2 separate regions of the Sus scrofa genome follow, and region 2 is linked to region 1. Evidence: chromatin contacts called from public HiChIP or PLAC-seq data. All regions are on one chromosome and are shown on one strand. The core of a region is the stretch at or near the end of the contact, and the rest is flanking DNA. Distances in the headings are between cores, read along the strand shown. Region 1 overlaps LOC102157617 (a long non-coding RNA gene). Region 2 overlaps WNK1 (serine/threonine-protein kinase WNK1).

The links. HiChIP or PLAC-seq counts read pairs in DNA pulled down with a chosen protein or histone mark.
Region 2: a contact with region 1 is called in an H3K27ac HiChIP or PLAC-seq map of alveolar macrophages. The contact joins two enhancer-like sites. A contact is called at or near these places in 1 of 47 Hi-C or Micro-C datasets (embryonic fibroblasts) and 2 of 2 datasets of contacts at active chromatin or transcription factors (alveolar macrophages and skeletal muscle).

What each region holds. Positions count from the first base shown.
Region 1 is chr5:67,919,445-67,926,071 of Sscrofa11.1, forward strand. All of the region lies in intron 2 of LOC102157617 (a long non-coding RNA gene), which reads left to right. Among named protein-coding and RNA genes, the nearest start is that of WNK1, 78 kb to the right of the region's middle. Within about 2 kb of position 2,292, at least 20 of the 83 cell types and tissues checked have an H3K27ac peak or open chromatin away from gene starts, as enhancers often do. A contact at or near this core is called in alveolar macrophages, where this site is marked.
Region 2 is chr5:68,052,139-68,058,765 of Sscrofa11.1, forward strand. It overlaps WNK1 (serine/threonine-protein kinase WNK1), which reads left to right. Exons shown (of 29, transcript XM_013997884.2): 2 at 3,846-3,897; 3 at 3,900-4,017. Among named protein-coding and RNA genes, the nearest start is that of WNK1, 55 kb to the left of the region's middle. Within about 2 kb of position 4,328, at least 7 of the 83 cell types and tissues checked have an H3K27ac peak or open chromatin away from gene starts, as enhancers often do. A contact at or near this core is called in alveolar macrophages, where this site is marked.

The DNA.
Region 1 (6,627 bases), core at 1,042-3,541:
TCGTGGCACAGTGGTTAACGAATCCGACTAGGAACCATGAGGTTTCGGGTTCGGTCCCTGCCCTTGCTCAGTGGGTTAACGATCTGGCGTTGCCGTGAGCTGTGGTGTAGGTTGCAGACGCGGCTCGGATCCAGCATTGCTGTGGCTCTGGCGTAGGCCGGTGGCTACAGCTCCAATTCGACCCCTAGCCTGGGAACCTCCATATGCCGCGGGAGCGGCCCAAGAAATAGCAACAACAACAAAAGACAAAAGACAAAAAAAAAAAAAACAAAAAAACAAAAAAACAACTTTCCAAAGGCCCCCAGTATTTGAGGCCTGAAAAAACTATATTGACATCTGCATGTGAAAACTGAATATTTAAATTAACCACTTTGACATTCAAAGTATTAAAAATCCTTTCAATTTTTTTTACGTGAAAAGATGCCGATCTGGTGAATGATATGAGTATATTTTGGTACATTTGATTAAAACAGGGGAAGGGCCTCTCAAGCCTAGGGCCTGCTAAGGCTAGGACAGGCCCTGACCACATTGCATTTGGATGTAATCCTGAGGGCAGCTGGGAACCACTGATAGAAGCAGGAAAATGTTCTCTGTGGCTTCAGTGAGGAGAATGGGTTGGAAAGAGGCCAGACTGGAGGCCTAGCAGCTCGAAACCAGCTAGGCGTTTACAGCCTTCAGACTGCAAGACAGTCTCTGCCGAGTGCCAAGGTAAAATGATAGCATTGTACAACCCAATTATTCTCTGATTCCTCCAGCCCCAGTCTGACTCAGCATTCTAAATTTACTTAAGATTTGGGGACAGGGGTTTTGCCAAATCCTTTCTCATTAAGGCCAGTGATGTTACAGTCCAGGGCAGAGCACATGCCTTGAGTGGACAGCCATGAATGTGAACCTCAGCTCTGCTATTTGCTGCGTGACTTTGCATAAGTGATTTAACTTCTCTGAGCCTGAGGCTCTTGATTGGGCATAATACCTTCCATGCAGAATTAAGTGAGATAAACTCAACTTACAGTGCCTCCTGCAGAAGACGTAGTGCTTATGGATGGCAGCTGTTAGCCCGTGTGTGCCATTGTTCTGAGACCTAGTCGAGTTTTCTGAACAAAGGTGGGGTAAATGATTAAATCTTTCCATCAGTCTTCTGAAGTAGAGATTATTATCCCCATTTTGCAGGTAAGGAAAGGGACTCAGACGAGATCCCTCAGCTCAGGGAACCGGGGCAGAGAGTGGGGAGCCTGCAAGAGCTGGACTGTGCTTGATTTTACTTGGGTTTGGGGACATTCTCCAGCAGTTGGCATCTGCTGCCTCCACCACCTCTTGTGGCCCCAAACCTCTTCCGCTTAGTCATGGCCTGACTTGGGCCTGATGGCCCACCACTGAGCACTGTCCTGGGGCACGACCAACCTCTTTCTCCCTCCTCCCCATCCTTGCCTGACCTCCCTCCTATCTTGCTCCACCCCACCCCCACCCCCCGATTTTACAGCTTCTGGATTTTCCTTATGGAAGAGCTCATCTCTTTGAACTGCAGACAGAACTGCCCTGGACTGGGATGCCTGCCAGGGTCTCTCCCTTTAAAGGGAGTAGATAAGTAGGTCACATCAGGATGACAGAGGAGGATGCTGACTTCTTCTGGGAGGAGGAAAAATACTGCACATCCCATGGAGAATGGAAAACAAAGTAACAGGGCTCCTCTGTGTCCCGGTCCTTCTGTCGCCTGTCTCTGACAGTGACAGTCCCCTGCAGGCTGCTACTGTGAAATGCATGTGGAGACAACCAGGCAATCCTGAATGCTTGGGGTCTGGGGACACCAATGGACACCGTATTGAGCAGAAGCTTGTCTACTGTGTGCTTCCCCCTACCCTAGCCTGCCTCCTCTTCAGCACCCCCACCACCAACAGCCAGGATACTGGAGAGGAGAAATCGTAGCTTTTATGGAGGATCCGGAGCTTTTGCTCCTTGGACCCTGCAGCTTGTAGGCCCTGTGGGGCCGAGAAGGCCTTGGCTGTCCGGCGATACTGCCTGGCACTGCCCAGCGTCTGGTTTACAGAGATTGTTGTGGCAACCAGAACAGTCTGGGGTTTTGCAAGATTTCTGTTCCCCACTCCCACCCCTCACCCTCTTGAAGGCCGTTCACAATCAGGGGTGTGGATGAGCATTAAATTACAGAGATTGCTGTGAAAACCAGAGAGAGAGACAGGGTGTGGCATCAGAGGTCCGGCACAGCCAGCTCCACCCTGCCCTGCCATCCCTGGGGACTGAGCCCTGTTTGAATCATAACACTGGGCGGCCACATTTCTAGGAAACTGCAGCTGCAGGGGAAAGGTCCCAGCTGTATGAATGAGACCAGCCTGGCTGTGAACAGATTAGGACTGAAAATGTGTTTCCAGGCTGATGCTGGCCCCTGGACTCTGTGCCTGGGCACAAGGCAGGCACACAAAACAGAGACCAAAGCCTGACCTTAGCACTCCGGGGTGACCCACCCTGGTTCCTGGATGGGGGCTGTGGAAACGGGGAGTCCACCACAGAGAGGTGCACGGGTTTTCCATTGTCCTGGCTTGGGGCTTGGCGAACTCCCAGCTCTGGGGCTTGCCATCCAGGACAGTGCAGTCCTTTTGCAGAGACACTCCAGATTGCAGGAGCCTGCCTGGCTGGTGTTTCAGCACTGCCCCCTGCCCTCTCTCCTCCTGTCCCCAGGGCCCTGTAATTTTTTTTTCCTCCACTGCCCAAGAGAAAGCAAGTGTCCCCCACCCAGGTGGCCTACGGGGAAGTCACATTCATGCCTGTAGTTGTCCTCCTGCACGAGAGGCAGGGCTGGGTGACAGGAAAGAGAAAGCCGTCTTCTCTGGTGCCCTTCACTATGCTTCATCTCCCCAGGGGGCTGGGCCTGTCTAACACACCCCTTTCCCAGGCTGCAGTAACCCCAAACCGTCTCATCAGAGTGGGTGTAAATCCCCACAAGTATGTGGCAGGCAAGTAGCAGCAGGGACAGTGTGGTCGTGGCTGCATCAGAACAAGAAGTCTGGGCTTGTGAGACTTGGATCCCGTGTGCTCTCAGAAGCTTGACTGGCAGCCCCGCCTCCCTGGCATCTGCTCCAACCAGGGTCTGGCTTTGGCACCATCCCTGCCTGACTCTGGGTGGGCTGCCTTCCTCCAGGTCCAGTGCACGTGCTACTCCTTGGCGTATCTGGGATTACCTGGAGGCAGGGAGGCCAGGCTTGGAGACTCCATCACCCCCACCCCAGTCAATCAATCATGTCTCTAAGTAGTGGTTCTGAAACTTTATGTGCATCAGAATAACCAAGGGATGTGTTAAGATGCAGATTGCCTGGCCGGGTCCCAGGGTTTCTGATCCTGTAGATCCCCAGTGAGCCTGATAATTTGCATTTCTAATAAGCTTCCAAGTGATGGGAGGCTGTAGCACCAGGGACCACATCTGGAAACCATTGAGCCAGAGCAGGACAAATGGAAAACCTAGGTTTGAGTCCTGCCCTGATGCTTTGCTTGGGCTCCAGGAACTTCAGTCCCTCTATTGTCAAAGGTGGAGTCATGACCACTGAGTGGTTGGGAAGATCAAGTTCTTGACACTGGATGTACGCACTGTGTTTGGCAAGTTGAGTGTGTGGGTTAGTCCACAGTTACAGTCTTTATTGAGGAGTTTGTCTGCTGTCCATTGGATCCTCGGCCCAGTGTGGTGGCTTCTTTGGACAGATTGTGTGTGAGAATTCTAAGGTCCAGTTAAACATCACACATCTCTGGACCTTTGTTGTCTCCTTTGGAAAACAAGGCCTTTGGTCTGCTAGACTAATGGCCCCTCCAGGTCCCGTTTTGAAGCCCATCTCTGGGAGGTGGGGTAGGTCTTGGGAGGCACAGCCATCATTTTCATTCCTTGCCCACCCCTTTCCAGGACCTCCACCTGAAAACCCAGGAGCCTCTGCAGAGCAAAGAACATCGATCACTAGTCATTGGTCATCTCAGCCCAGAGAGGGGTGGCACAGCCTTCAAGGTCCATCATAATCTGGTTCCAACCTTCCTTTATAATCACATATCTTGGAGTTCCTATCATGGCTCAGTGGAAACAAATCTGACTAGTATCCATGAGGACACAGGTTCAATCCCTGGCCTGGCTCTGTGGGTTAAGGATCTGGCGTTACCATCTGCTGTGGTGTAAGTTACAGATGTGGTTTGGATCCTGCGTTGCTGTGGCTGTGGCATAGGCCAGCAGCTGTATCTCCGATTCGACCCCTAGCCCTGGGAACCTCCATATGCTGTGGGTGTGGCCATAAAAAGACAACCCCCAAAACAAACAAACAAACAAAAAATCACATTTATCACTGTCTCTCCATTCACTGTGTAGTCTAAACAAATCAGGCTACTCATCCTTCCTCAGATTTCCAGGCTTTGTTCACACTGTTCTTACCACTAGAACATCCCCCACTGGTCAGAGTCCTATTCATGCTTCAGAGTGCTCCCAGTGACTGCCTCCTCCCGGAAGTCGTGCCAGATCTCTGTCATCAGTCTGTCTGTCTATCATCAGTCTGTCTGTCTAGGTTAGCTATCATCTCTGACTCTCTTTAATACAAGTGACTTTTTTTTTTTTTTTTTTTTTTTTTGCTTTTTAGGGCCACATTTGCTGCATATGGAAGTTCCCAGGCTAGTGGTCTAATCAGAGCTGTAGTCACTGGCCTACACCACAGCCACAGCAATGCGGGATTCGAGCATTGTCCTCGACCTACACCCACAGCTCACAGCAATACCAGATCCCGAACTCACTGAGTGAAGCCAGGGATCGAACCTGCATCCTCACAGATATTAGTTGGATTCGTTTCCACTGCGCCACAATGGGAACTCCCATACGAGTGATTTTTATATTTTTCTGTGGGTGGTAGCAGAATATGTGACGAGCTGGCAGGTGTAATATCTAACCCAATCAGGATGCAGCCACCCCACCCTGTGACTTGCATCTGAAGGGGCTCTGTAGACACTCAGTGCTCTGCAGGTTTGTCTTAAAGAGTTCACATTTCTGAAGTCTCTTCTTGGAGCAGACTCATGTGAGAAACAAGAGTTGAGATACTATGTAAAAGTTTAAAAAAGTAGGACAACCACTTAAAAGGAGAAGCTTACTTACACAAAAGATTAGTCACCTGTTTATTTTCGTGGTTGTTAGCGATGGGAAATAAATCAATGTGTAGTGTATGCCTCTGCTGTGGCTCATATTCACAGGTCTTCTCATTTGCATGTAGGCACATCTGTTTCTCTGATTTTCTTTTTTAAACTACAGGGTTTTTTTTTTCTATTCTAAATATAATATGAAGTTGATAGAAAATGTGTAAAGGAAATAAAAAGAGAAGAAAGTAAGTATTTATAGTCCAGAAATAACCAGTATTAACATTGCGGTGTATTTCTTGTGAATGGTTTTCCTGCACATACTTACTCTATATGACTTTTTAAAGGAAATTGGGATAAACGTATATATACTTCCATATAATTCTGTATGAATTGCTTTTTGTTGTTTTTTAGGGCCCCATTTGCAGCATATGAAAATTTCCAGGATGAGGGTTGAATTGGAGCTACAGCTGCCGGCCTACGCCACAGCCACTGCAGCACAGGATCCAAGCCTCATCTGTAACCTACACCACAGCTCATTGTAACACCCGATTCTCAGCCCACTGAGCGGGGCCAGGGATCGAACCTGTATCTTCATGGATACTAGTCGACTTCATTTCCACTGCGCCACAATGGGAACTCCATGAGTTACTTTTTTGACTTAAGATACAGTTGGCATTTAGGTATAGCTTTACATTTCTCCCCAAACATTGAAAAAAAAATTCCATGATATCCATTCACAGATATGCCAACATTTTATTTAACCATCCCTTCCTTTTTTTTTTTTTTTTTTTTTTTTTTTTTTGTCTTTTGTCTTTTGAGGGCCGCACCCGAGGCACATGGAGGTTCCCAGGCTAGGGGTCAAATCGGAGCCACAGCTGCCAGCCTACGCCACAGCCACTGCAGCACAGGATCCAAGCCTCATCTGTAACCTACACCACAGCTCACGGCAACGCCAGATCCTTAATCCACTGAGCAAAGCCAGGAATCGAATTCACAACCTCGTGGTTCCTAGTCAGATTCGTTTCTGCTGCACCATGACAGGAACTCGTAACCATCCCTTCCTTGTTGGATGCTCCATTCTTTGTGATGAACATCCTCACGTATCTGAACACACGTCTGATTATTTTCTTAGGCTGATTCTAGAAGTGGCGTTACTGAGTCATTTTCAAGTTTCTTGTTACGTACTGCCAAATTGTTTTCTGGAACTTCCATTTAAAAATACTTCCAGAGCGCTTCACTGGCAGCCCTCCTGTTCATTAGCTGTTTTACCCCCGCTCCCATTGCATTCTGTCTGTCCCTTGCTGTGCTTCTTCCCTTCCACAGTGAATTTGCACATGGTTCGTACAAGTCTTAGTTCTACTGGGAGACCATATCTGACCATCTTCCTTCTCCTTCCACATCCAGCACAGGCGGGGGATGGGGCAGAGGGCTGACTCTGTTTAAGGGAAGGAATTTGTAAGCAGAAGAAGATCTCATTTTAGGAAGGAGCAGAACAGCGAGGACTCCGTACTTCAGGGTGGGGGT
Region 2 (6,627 bases), core at 3,078-5,577, 130 kb after region 1:
AATAACAGCACCATTTACAGTAGCCAAGACATGGAAGCAACACAAATGTCCATTGACAGTTGAATGGAAGATGTGGTGTGTATCTACGGTGGAACACTACTTAATTTCAAAAAAGAATGAAATAATGCCATTTGCAGCAACATGGATGGACCTAGAGATTACCATACTAAGTGAAATAAATCAGAAAGGGAAAGATATAGCATATGATATCATGTGGAATCTAAAGTATGACACAAATGAACTTATCTCCAAAACAGAAACAGATCTGCAGACATAGAGAACAGACTTGTGGTTACTGAGGAGGGAGTGGGGAGGGGAGGGGTGAATTAGGAGTTTGGGATTAGCAGAAGCAAACTATTTTTATGGATAGACAAGTTCCTGCTGTATAGCACAGGGAACTATATTCAGTATCCTATGATAAACCATAATGGAAAAGAACATGCAGTGGTGATTTGGAGATGAATGCTGAGAGGGAGGAAATTCCAAGGAGGATACTAGGAAACTTGTCTGTTCATGAAGCAGGGATAGGGTGGAGGTTGGTGTGGATGTTTGCAAATCGACAGGTTAGGTGTGATAGTAACTTGAGATAATTTGTGAACAAGAAGGTAGATCTGAGAACATTGCCCAGAAGGCAGCAGAGAGAAAGAAATGGAAAATGAGAAGTTAAAAGATAAGGTTTCATACACTCACACATAACACATACAGACACACACAGAAAATCTTAGAAGAGAATGGAGAAAGGGAGGAGTCAGTATTCAGAGGCAATAGTTGAGAATTTTCCTGACGTGAAGACTAACACCTAAAATTTTCAGCTTAAAAAGCATTTAGCTCCAATATGAATAAATAAATAAACTTAGATGCATAGTATTAAGCACAATTTAAAAAAAATCTTCAGAGCAACCAGAGAGAAAATAAAGGTAACCTTCAAAGGGGAACATTTATACTGATAGCTACCATTGACACCAGAACACCATTAAACAATCATCTTGAAAGTGCTGCTGAAAAACAAACCAACCTAGAATTCTACATCCATATAAACTATCATTCAAGAGTGGTAGCAGTTATGAAAGTGGGATATTAGTGTAAGAATAGGTAGATTGTGGAATAGACTCTAGAATCTAGAGATAGAACTATACTTCTGTGGAAAGGATAGGTTGTTCGTCAACTGCTATTAGGGTCATTCATTGATATGGAGCAGAAGTAACAGTCATCCCCCTTTTTATCCAACCAAGTAAATTTCTCAACAGTTTCCAAATGTGGCAAACAAAACAAACTTGTATTTTAAAAGGAAAAGAAAAAAAATTATGGCCTTATGTCTGGAAAAATTACTGAAGACATAAAACCTACCTACCACAAAGTAGAAGTAAATGAATTGAACTACAGTGAAATAAAAACATCTATAAATCAAGACATCATAACAAAGTGAAAATAGAAACCACAAATGGAGAAAAGATTTTAACTCATAAAACTAATAAAGGATTAATATACAGAATATATTAAGAACTCCTACAAATGAGATAAAGCAATATTTCCATGCAGAAAAGAAATCTCAAGTAGTCTACAAAGTTTTTCACACTTACTTTCAGCCCAAAATGTAAATTAAGCAACAGAATGAGTTTACACCCATCAAACTGACAGAAGTTAATGTCTGATAATACCAGTTCCTAGTTACATGGGCAGCAATGAGAACCTTCATACAAAGCTATTGACAGAGTAATTGGTACAGGTCCCTTTGAAAAGCAGTTTGATGATACCTCTGAAGACTAAAGATGCCTATTCCTTATGATCCAGCAGTTCTGCTGTTAGCCAGGTATGCTAATAGGTGTACTACTTTTTTCTTGGCCGTACCTGCGGCATGTCGGAGTTCCTGGGCCAGGGATTGAACCCATGACATAGCAGTGACCCGAGCTGCTGCAGTGACAACACCAGATCCTTAACTTGCTGCACCACAAGATAGCTCCAAGTGTACTACTTTTTTGTGTGCCCCAGAAGGCTAGTGAAAGCTAGAATAATGTTTCATTTTGTTTTAAGTCCATATAATATAATACATAGGATTATATTGGAAACAAAGTATATTTGTTATTAAAACTTCAAAATTTTGTGACATAGTATGCCTTATTATTGTATATTAATAAGAATATTCTTATTAATTAATTCTTATATAATTAAGATACTGGAATATCTAACAGCTATTGTAATTTCAAAGTAATGCCTAATATGGTATTTTGGGATGATCTGCAACTATTGTTACATGATAGGAAAACTCTTTTGGTGACAGAAGCATAGGTACTGCTGAGTGCTATTAGGCACATAAATTCATAATTGAAGGAAATATTAAATTTCACTTCAAGGTTAATGAAAAAGATATGTTTATTTTCACACACATTCGCAAACCTGCCTTAAAGGTATTTGTAGACTCCAAGTTGAGAGCCTGCATTCTAGAGATTAACATTGCAATACCTTTGCCATATTGTAGTAGCAAAAAAAATGGGGAACGTCCTAAAGATTGATTAGTAGGAAATTATAAGTTGTGATGTCTTCAAACAGTGGATAACTACATAGCAATGGTAATAAATGGAGTAGATAGTCTTGGTAGATAATCTTGTAATATCTCCTTGTACTATCATCAGTGATTTCAAATAATATTGAGTGGAAAAAAGCCAAATTCGAAATAGTACATGCTCTATATTATGTTTTTATGAAAACTTAACGTTGTTTAAAAACCCCCATGGGAATGGTATGTCCATTCAGGGTAGTGGTTGTTATTCAAGGCTGAGGAGTAGTGATAGGAAAGGCATAGGTGCATTTAAATTATGTCTTTGATGTATAATTATTTAACTATCATAGACACATTACATCATTGTATGCCTGGAATATTTTAAGTATGTATTGCATGCTTTGATAGAATATTGTGTGACAGTTTTCAGCTTTAATTTACAGTGCAAAATGTGTGTGTATGGGACTTTGTAAAGGAAAAAACAACAGATTAAGTACTTTTCTCCAATTGATCTCAGATAAGAAGTGAATTAACCTAGGACATGCCAGGCACTTTAAATGTGTGATGGAAACATACCTAGTAGATTATTTAATTCTTACAACAGTTCTATGAGGTGAAGATATCCACAGTTATCTCTTGATATCCCTGGGAGGTGGGGGAAATTGTTTCTAGGACCCCACCCTCCACCCCCTATGGATTCCAAAATCTGAGGATGCTCAAATCCCTTTTATAAAATGGATAGTATTTGTGCATCCTGCTGTATACTTGTAAATCATCTCTAGATTATTTATAATACCTAGTACAATATAAATGCTGTGTAAACAGTTGTAAATCCATTATAAAGGGTATATAAATAGTAATCAGCATGTGAGCAAGCTATTATAATCTTGATTTTTGATTTGCAGTTGGCTGAATCTATGGATGAATGTGGAACCAGTCAGTGTGGAGGGCTTGACTGTATTCATGAAGGAAATTTTAGTCAAAGCAAAGACAAAACTGGAATTTATACTTAGATCTCACCACCTCTAAAACCCATACTTGTTTCATTACTAAATTGAATGTCTCCATCAATAAATGATTTATTTTGGAAGTGGTAAATTGTGCTTCTAAAATGTGTCTATATCTTTAACAGTAAAGATAAATCAGTAAAGAATAATCTCAAGCATGATTTTATATACTTCAGCCTGTTTTCATACTCATGTAACGGGGTGATAAAATTAGTAATTTCAGTGTTAGGATGTTTTAACATTTGATCATTATAATTTAGTACATGTTTAGCATCTAAATTTAACTGTGACTTGGTGTTTTAGTATTTTAAACTACATTCTACTTTGCTTTTTTATTTTAGGATCGAAAATTAACAAAGTCTGAGAGGCAAAGATTTAAAGAAGAAGCTGAAATGTTAAAGGTCTTCAGCATCCCAATATCGTTCGATTCTATGATTCTTGGGAATCCACAGTAAAGGGAAAGAAGTGCATTGTTCTGGTGACTGAACTTATGACATCTGGAACACTTAAAACGTAAGTTCACCAATATTATCAAAGCTGACCAAGAAGTATGAGAGAACTTGTTATTTCAGGCCTTATCCGTTCTTCTCTTGTTGCCTAGCATACTAAGAAAGAAACAGTCACGCCAAACAATGATGTTAGTGTATTAGCACATTTTCCTGTCCACATAGTTCTCTGGTGTATAAAGTGGTTTGATAATTATGTATTGGTCAGTATCAAAATGAGAAGTTGTTTCTGAATAAACCTAGTTACGATTAAGTCACGACAATTGGCATTTCTAAAATTGAGTAAACTTAGAGATCAGAAATCTAATGACAAGGTAGCCCTCTAGTGGTTAAAATGAAGTTGAAGCTTATTAACAAGCTTTACCCATTTATTTTATCACCTTGTATTGGGCAGTTTGTATCAAATGCAGATTGTAGAGTTCCTCTCGTGGCTCAGTGGTTAATGAACCTGACTAGCATCCATGAGGACTCCAGTTCAATCCCTGGCCTCGCTCAGTGGGTTAAGGATCTGGCGTTGCTGTAAGCTATGGTACAGGTCACAGCCCAGCTCGGATCTGCATTGCTGTGGCTATTGTTTAGGCTGGGAGTTAAATCTCTGATTGGACCCCTAGCCTGGGAACCTCCATATGCCTCAGATGTGGCCCTCAAAAGACAAAAAAAAAAAAAAAAAAAAAAAAAAAAAAGAAAGCAGATTGTATTGTGACATTTATCACGAGATAATTTCATTTCCCAAAGCATCAGAAATTGAAGCCAAAACAGCTAGACCTATATTCCCTTCAGGAATACAGATAAGTCAATTGCAGAAATTCCCTGTTCCCTATTACCCAGAGTTTTAAGGTAATATGCTTTTGGAGTCCCATGTCTCTTAGAGTATCTATTATTCATAGGAAACTAGTGTAAATTATGTGCTGTAAATTTTTTGTGGAGGAATTAGATTGTTAAAATTTTTCTCTCTGGAATATATTTATTCCTTATAATTCTCTCTAGTTGGTACTACTGAGCTGGTTAATCCCAGATCTTTGCAACACAGTCTTTCATGTACTGAATCTGGTCACATACGTGTGCTGTTGGATGCTTAAAATTCACATGTTGAAAAGCCAACAGATTATTTCCTCCCTGTAAATTCCAATTTCCCCATCCAGCTTTTCTAATATTTATGGCGACATCTTTCTCCTGGCTGTCTAGACTTCTTATTCTTCACATGTCTGTTTCTTTTCGTAGACTGCGCTCCTTAGCTCTGTGTCTGAAACTTGATAAATATTTGATGAATTAAGGGTGGTAGTAGTTGTGTATATATGTATCTTGAGATTCTTTTCTGGTTTGAATACAGCGGGTTGTCAATAGTCTGTCAGGCATTCCCTATAATAATACCCTACAGTAGCTCACTTGCTCTAGAAACTGTTATTGAAGGGCTTTGGGTAACATAGTGGGTTAAGCCCCTGTAGAAGGATCTTCCCCCATTAACAAACTAAAATGTAGACTATAATAAAGCTTCAAATTTGAAGCTACAAATCTAAGCTTCAAAGAAAGAGGGGGTAAGCTCCTAATAAAAGGTGAAGAAGAAGTAGCCTAAGGCGAAAACAAAGAGTTGATGCCCTGACAGACTATTGGGATTTCACATCAGATAAGGGGTTTGAAGATTGGAAACTAGAATTTTAATGTCCATGTCAGGACAGAAGGCTTTAGAACTCAGTAGAAGGGGGAGCTGGAATTTAGCCTATATCAAAGAAACTGAATTATCCATTAAAATAAAGAACTCTGCACCTCAACCAGTGAAAGCTACAAGGAATTTTGCCCCTCTGCCCAGGACTTTGGCTGAGAGGGGAGTCCCTGTGAAAAACCTCAGCCTAGATCATATACAGGTGGCTCTATAATATAAATTTATACTACCAGCTTGTTACAAATATCTTAGACCAAAAAATGAACATTGTAATTGATCCAAACCCCAGTGTAAACCCACAGGGACACTTTCACCTGATTGGTTATAGTACCTATGGACAAAACAGTCCCCAGCGAAGGTGACCTCAAAATTAAATTACAAATCAGGAGTTCCTATCGTGGCTCAGTGGTTAATGAACCCAGCTAGCATCCATGAGGACTCGGGTTTGATCCCTGGCCTTGCTCAGTGGGTTAAGGATCTGGTGTTGCTGGGAGCTGTGGTATAAGCTCAGATCCCATGTTGCTGTGGTTCTGGCATAGGCCAGCAGCTACAGCTCTGATTCTACCCCTAGCCTGGGAACCTCCATATGCCGCCAGTGTGGCCCTAAAAGACCAAAAGAAAAAATTACAAATCACACCAGCAGAGATGATCAGATACAACAGGAAAGTAGCACTGCAGGAATTAAAGGTACTATAGACAAATTTGAAAGTGATTATAAAATTAACATGTAACAATAAAAAAGATGTAATGATTTTTGTAAGTATATACATCCATATGAAGTGATAAAAGAAGAAACAGAAACTATAATGACAGAATATAACTCCATCAGGAAAGTCCAGGCATAATTATAAAAGACCCAAAGAACTTTTAGGAATAAGGATAAATCTTTAAAATTAAAACTTCCACAGTTAATTTAAACCACAGACTAGATTGAATTGACAAGACTATGAGTAGTCA